Linked DNA regions of Sus scrofa: region 1 is linked to region 2. The links are chromatin contacts, called in public Hi-C maps. All regions are on one chromosome and are shown on one strand. The core of a region is the stretch at or near the end of the contact, and the rest is flanking DNA. Distances in the headings are between cores, read along the strand shown.

Region 1 (3,471 bases), core at 539-3,038, 270 kb after region 2:
AAATACAAAAAAATCATAATATTATGAATAGTTATATGCCAACAAATTGGAAAGCTTAAAAGAAACAAACAAGTTTCCAGAAACACACAGCTTGCCAAAACTAAGACAGGAAGAAACAGATAATTTGAACAGACCAATCACTAGAAATGACATAGAATCTATCTGCATGCAAAAATCCTCATCATTTTTAATTTTCTCAGTCTGCGAAAAACATACTTCTTTATTGACTATACAACTTTTTAATTGAAAATATGAAAGATTTTTAGACTTTTGTTCTTGTTGTTCATTGACTTATTATAGAAAATTTCCCAAAAGGAAATTTCATACCCAACTTCAAGTGTTATCAACATTTTGCCAAACATGTTTCCTCTATCCTGCGCTCGTCACCTCCCCATAGCTTTTTAAAGCAAATTCCAGCATCATATCATTTCATCAACTGAAACACATACTATGCACTAGTGCCTATTACACCACAAGCACTGTCCTTACCTTTTCTAGTCCTCAAAATAAACATAATAATAGTCAAAATTAATCCTGAATTATCCATGCCTATTCTCATATGAAACTAATGTTCCTCATTCATGTCTTGGCATGCACTGTTTTCAATATCTATATAAACTGGGGGAATTCATGTAGAACTTTAATGTTCTACTTCCACTAGATAATATTTTTTCATTATGGGGCTTTACGATACTGCTGATGGAGATTACTTGGTTGTGTTTATGCAACAGTAGAGTAATTTCACAACTAAATGGGCTACTTAATAAATTCTGGTAGACAGATCAGTCAGTAGTCTGATAAACAACCTTACATAACTCACAGGATTTTAAAAGTACTTTGCAAGACCTAAAGAAAAGGTAGAGTAGCAATAGTAACCACCAATAATAAACACTTTTATTTTAAAGAAAACATATAGGATTTGCTTTCCCAATCACAATTTTAGAGAATCCACTTTTATACTAATTATTTGACTTTAACATTCATTAAACTTTAGGCCCATAATGTTCAATTACTGTTTAATACATAACATGAGGTATTTTACATCACTTTTAAAGAAAGCAAGAGTTAGCAGGCAAGTACTGTAACTGGTCTTAGCCTGTGAGAGATCTTAGGAAATGTTCTGTGATTTATAAATTACAAAAAAAAAAAAAAAAAAAATCCCTGCAACAGAAGACCTGAAGGTTTGCAAAGATGGGAAAATACTAAATAATTATTAAGAAACAGAATTCCTAAGAGCAGCAAGTCATCGTTATGTGGTGGTGAAAATCCTTCAATAAGTCAAGCGAAAAGCTAAATATAAACCCTGACTCAAAAGCAGTCTGCAGACTCTTATCTGGGGAGTTGCCAAAAACATTTCAATCAGGAAACATGAAAGAATCCTGTAAAATACTAGTATATGATTGAGTTGGGGGTTACGGTTAGGAGGAATGTGATGAAAAGGTTCAAAAGAAGGATTTAAAGAAGATATGCATACTTCTCTTTTCATCAAACCACTTAAGACTCTTTAAAACCTTTCATTTAGATTCTAACATAGTAAGCCTTACCCTAACTTTCTGCCAAAGATTGGATGGGCAATTTCAGCACATTTGACACAATATGACAAACTTTAAAAAACAAAAACAAAAACAAGGCAACAAAAAAGTGTTTCGTACTGTTTTCATTTTTTAAATCAGGCATTAAAAAAGTACTAAGTTTCAAAACTTACATCTGAACCCACACTTCTCATGGTACTCTGAAGCACAGGTTTAGTCACAGAAAGTTTTCCATTCACTGGGCTATTTGCCACAGGGGCTGGGACCACATTCACCACGTGATTAGGTAGCTGTGTGGCGCCCCCAGTGACAGCAAGGACTGGCTGAGGGGAGGGCAGAACTCCAGGTGCCTGGAGTTGTACCATGGTAGGCTGAGAGAGCACCACCGTCTGACCTGCAATAGAGAAAAATGAAAAGGAATCAGAGGGTGCATTAACTACTGCAGCAAGGGAAGCTGTTTAACGTTTAGGTCTCTTCTGCAAAGTAATAGGTAAGATCACACAGAGGGATTTGAAACCACCAATTAAAACACAATCAGTAGCAGCACATACTGATACTGACTTTTACTGCTATTGTTTTGGGGGTTTTTTTTTGGGGGGGGGGTTAGGGCCACAGATGAGGCATATGGAAGTTCTCAGGCTAAGGGTCAAATTGGAGCTGCAGCTGCCAGCCTACACCACAGCTCACCGCAAAACCGGATCCTTAACCCACTTAGTGGGGCCAGGAATCAAACCTGCATCATCATGGATACTAGCCAAAGGTTAATTTCCACTGAGCCACACCAGAAACTCCTGTTGTTATTTTTAATGAAACCAACAAAATTCATTCTCTTTTAAGCTGTCGCTAACAACATATTTCCACACTCTTTCAACTAACATATATCAAATTTCTTACGTTATACATGGATTTCTCTAAGTCTTAACCTCTGAAATGTATTAGTGCTAAAAGTATTTTTCCTATTATGGATAACTATACTGAAAACAGAATCATATACTTTAAATTAATGGAATTCAGAAATACATCCACACCAAGAATACATGAACAGAGATTCAGTACCTCAATACTTGGAAGAACAAGAGGCTACAAATACCAAAAATGTTAAAACCTTTTGAAAGGAATTCTCACTTGACATAGGGAACAAATCTATAATTTTAAATAGTACATAGATAATATCAACTCCCCACCATAATGGTCTACAAATCTTTCCTTAATGCTAACCTGAGGAGAATTACTATCGCTAACCTAAAGAAGGCACATACAACTAATAACACTGGTCTATTAAAAATTTTACTTGCCTGCTGAGTGTTTCCTTTCAGATCTGGCCAATTTTATAAGGTGTTGAAAGTCTCACCTAATATCCACATTTACTTGAGCCCATCTAGCAAAATAAAGGTACTAAGTAACTGGCAACTAAAATTTCACCTAGTATATTAATACTCTTTTTTAAGGGAAAATAATTCACTAATGCTTTCTGATGGTATAACATGACCCATGTAAAACTTAGCTCAGCATTTCAAAGGATCAAGGAAAACTAAAAATCAAAACACCTGTTTCTTAAGAACATCTGCCTTAGCCTAAAAAAAAAAAATTACATCTGGAGTTCCCTGGTGGCCTAAAAGTTAAGGATTCAGCATTGTCAATATAGTGGCACAGGTTCAATCCCTGGCCTGGGTACTTCTGCATGCTGTGGATGTGGCTTAAAAAGAAAAGAAAAAGAGAAAGAAAAAAAAAAACAAAAACCCACTTCCATAAAGTCAAAGTCTTTATATTTCAGATGGCCTCAAAAAGCATACTAAAACTAGAATTGGCATTTTACCCCAGGTAAATTAGTAAATTAGTAAGAAAAAACTAAAAATAATTTGCAATACGTACAATTTACTTGAGCATAAATGACTACTACATATTTTCACCTTCTGATTTTCCCTTGGAACAATTTATT
Region 2 (3,698 bases), core at 1,022-3,521:
AAGTTTCCAGACATAGCATGGCTAAAGCCCATTTCAAGGTCTAATTGGACCTCTCTACTTTTCCTGACGATTGGGGTCTCCAGGCTGAGGGCAAGGCCCACTTTATGCCCAAGGCACTCGTTATTCCCTTTGTCACTTGAGACACAAATGCTGGACCATTACCACCTTGTAGGGATCCTGGGATCCCAAACCTGGGAATTACTTCTGTTAGTAATGCTTCTATCCACCAGAATATATGCCTACTAGCAACAAAAAGATACCTGAAATTGCCTGGTACTCTCTACATGGCAGTTAAATCAATCTGCCAGGCTTCCCCAGGATATGTCCCTCTAGTCTGGAGGGCCTGGTGTTGGAGTTGTTCATTGTGCAGTTGGGGCATGTCTCAACTATCTGAGTGATTATACTTTTCATACCAGGAGTTACCATGACCTCAACTAGTCAATTATACACAGCTTCCTTCCCAGAATGCATTCTTTGATAAGCTTCCCCAGTGGCTTGACAAGCTGCAGTTCCGAGAAAGAAGTATTGCCCATAATCATGAACTAGCCACCTAGATCTCCACTGAAGACCCATTTTCAGGCTTTATCCAATTCTTTCCTTGTGTAGATTGGGGGATAATTGGATGGATCTGGCCTTGGAAGTATGAGGGATAGTTGCCAAGTTACTGGTTCTAGGGCTGTCCTTTTGGAATTCTGTCTTTCTTGTTTCCCTTATAAACTCTGCATCTCTCCTTCTCTCTCTTTTTGTCTTTTTAGGGCCACACTGTGGCTTATGGAGGTTCCCAGGCTAGGTGTCGCATCGAAGCTATAGCAGCTGGCCTACATCACTGCCATAGCAATGTGGGATCCAAGCTGCGCCTGCGACCTACACCACAGCTCACAGCAATGCCAGATTCTTAACCCACTGAGCAAGGCCAGTGATCCAACCTGTGTCCTCACGGATGCTAGTCAGATTAATTTCCACTGAGCCACAACGGGAACTCCATACTCTGCATCTCTTTTGATGACCCCTACAATGAATCACTGCCACCTTTTCTGTACTGCTTCTAAGAGCCTCGGGATGCTTAGGTCAGGTTTCACCTATTTATTCTTCATACTAAGCATATCTCTTTCCCTACAGATAGCCCTGTGTGCATGAAGGGTGACATATGCACACCGGGGATCTGGATAAACATATAAGATTTTCCCTGTCCTGAGCTCTAAGGCGCGGGTGAGAGTGAACAGCTTGGCCTTTTGGGCAAAAGTCCCTGGGTATAGGCTTCGTGCCTCTATGACTTGGGTCTGGGAGGTTACTGCATATCCCTCCAGCCCTTTCCCCTCATAAAACAGCTCCTCTCCACAAACTCCTCTTTAGCATTTGGGACAGGCTTGCTTCTAGGTTGGGGCAACTGGAATCACTGTGCCTATTGTTGCTGTACAATCTCGTTCCAAGGGCCCTGTTTTTGTAGGTAGCAAGGTGGCAGGGTTTAGTGTGTGACAGCTTTTATGGTAACCACTGGGCTCTGTGAATGCCTGTTCTTGGACCTTCCCTTGATGCTCCCATAATTTTACAACTCTTGTGACTGAATTTGCCTGATCTGGTGTTCAGAAGGAAGTAAACGGCACTGATGTTTGCTAAGATTTAACAGGCTTTCCTTCTATGTTCAATGTCAGGAATCCTCAGGGTCAATTGGAGGGCCAGCTTAGGAGCCCTTTGGCTCATCATTCTTCATATATTTGGACCATCTGCCTTCAAGCATAGTGGCTAGGACCTGCCATTCAGGGCTGAGGAGGCAGTCCCTCTTCCAGTGTCCCTCTTGTTTACATAAGGTGCATTGATTGGGTCCTAATTTCCTTGGCTTACTAGCCCTTGGCGGAGGCTGAGGGTCACTCACTGGAGTCTAGAGTCTCCATGGGCAGTTAGCCTAGATTGATGTGCTGACCAGTTAACATTGGGGGACAACAGCCAGTAGGTGGACTTGTCTCTGGGTCTTTTTATCCTCTGACTTTTCTTCCTGTGTATCTTGGTTATTAAACACCCAGGAGGCAACCTTGACTGTTCAAGAGGTAGAACTATCTGATTCTATTTCCAGTTTGTGAGGTTTACGCTTGATGTTGGGGTCACTTTGAGAAATGAAATAGAACCTGAGGAATGCATTTCCCTTCTGATGACTGAGGGTCAGTGGCAGTATAGATTGAGACACTCCCTGAGGCACTCCAGGAATGCAGAAGCTTTTTCTGTTGGCTCCTGATCGATTTCCTTTATATTACCCTAATTGACAGGTGTGAGAGGTTGGGCAGTGGGTGTTTCCTGGTCTTGTGAGCCACTCACAGGCCTCCCCAGCCCAGGTCAGAGAAGCTAATGCTGACAGAGAAAGGTCAAGTCATGGTTCAGCCTCGGGATAGTTTCTTACTCAGGCATCCCCAGTGCCTTTTGCTGAATTCAGATTGAGCTTCTTGTTCTGTTTCATCAATTAGTCTTTATTACCTGGGCCTTTTCCTGGTCTTGCTTCTTGGCTCACAGGGCTGGCTGCTTCCCTTCACCAAACAAAAGCGACGATGGAGAATGCTACTGTGGACCCTGGAGGTCAGCAAGGAGGGCAGAAAGTTCAGGTGCAGCCATTACTGCCTTGTACAAGGGACAAGAGGACAGCACTACTGGTGAGACAGCGGGCAAGACTGCATGCCCCCTCTTGTTCACTGGTCCCCCCATCCCTGGGGGTCTGGTACCACAGGAAGGCCAGCCAGAGGCAGCAGGCAGACAAGCATGAGTTTCAGGCTTCAGTCCCCAAGGATGCCAGAGTATAGTCCCCTCAAAGGGGGCACAGTCTAGATGATTCCAGGGCTACACTGTGTACATACTACACCCAGGTTCAGGTTGCTGGACAGTTGCTCTGAATTTGCCCAAAGGCTGCAGCCATCCTACCCTGTGAAAGTGAACTTGAAGATCAGTCATCCTCAGGCAAACCTCCCAAAGCCTCTGCCATCCTCCAGCTGGAGCCTGGGTAAGCTTGGAGCCTAGTGCATAGGCACAATTGAAAAGGCCATGGTCTGTACCTTTGTGGTCACCAAAATTTTGTTACCGACTCTCCTTCTGAGTCAGCCCCCTACAAAGGTCCTTCTGCCCAGTGTCATTTGGACCAGTAGAACGAAACTAAGTTTGGCTCTGGAGTAAAGGAAAGCATTAATCTTTGATCAAATAATGGAGAGGGGTGAGCTCACACTCTAGAATACAAACTCTCCCTGGAAAGCCTTTGGTGGGGCTGCTTTAGAGGGTTCTCATCAGCTGGGACAGGTGGAGTTCTTGGGTTACTTGCAGCTGTGCTACTCAGACTCCAGATCACAGTGCCAGGAGCAGCATCTTTGCACACATCCTGCTTTGCATCCTGCTACCGCCATCTGGAATTGTGGGGTCGTGGGCAGTGCTTCTGCACTAGCCTGTGAGCTGAGGTGCTGGGTGTAGCCATTTCACACCAGGAACTCTGGTCTGGAGGGCTGGGTGTAAGGCCTCTGCACGTGGTACCCTATGAGCAAATGAAACTACATGAAGCACAAAGGAAAGAAAAAAAAAGGTTAGACTTTAATTTATTACCAGATTCTGTTTTTATTTTCCAGGAATTGTTCGTGGGTTTTGCCAGTGGCACTATCATGGTTTAGCTTGTCCCCACCCCAGAGTGAGCCAGTCTGGAACTAGACCATTTCTCCTACTGCCTGAGCTAG

Evidence for each region. A called contact is a pair of places that touch in the nucleus more often than the background predicts.
Region 1: a Hi-C map of omental adipose tissue shows a contact between it and region 2, with 2.7 times the contacts expected there. The contact joins two enhancer-like sites. A contact is called at or near these places in 1 of 5 promoter capture datasets (liver), 28 of 47 Hi-C or Micro-C datasets (adipocytes, adipose tissue, alveolar macrophages and 18 more) and 2 of 2 datasets of contacts at active chromatin or transcription factors (alveolar macrophages and skeletal muscle).

The regions. Positions count from the first base shown.
Region 1 is chr4:88,774,958-88,778,428 of Sscrofa11.1, forward strand. It overlaps ATF6 (cyclic AMP-dependent transcription factor ATF-6 alpha), which reads right to left. Exons shown (of 17, transcript XM_021089515.1): 7 at 1,706-1,926. Among named protein-coding and RNA genes, the nearest start is that of ATF6, 29 kb to the right of the region's middle. Within about 2 kb of position 1,789, at least 4 of the 83 cell types and tissues checked have an H3K27ac peak or open chromatin away from gene starts, as enhancers often do. A contact at or near this core is called in omental adipose tissue, where this site is marked.
Region 2 is chr4:88,505,995-88,509,692 of Sscrofa11.1, forward strand. It overlaps LOC110260305 (a long non-coding RNA gene), which reads right to left. Exons shown (of 5, transcript XR_002343374.1): 3 at 2,467-3,502. Among named protein-coding and RNA genes, the nearest start is that of OLFML2B, 14 kb to the right of the region's middle. Within about 2 kb of position 2,272, at least 1 of the 83 cell types and tissues checked has an H3K27ac peak or open chromatin away from gene starts, as enhancers often do. A contact at or near this core is called in omental adipose tissue, where this site is marked.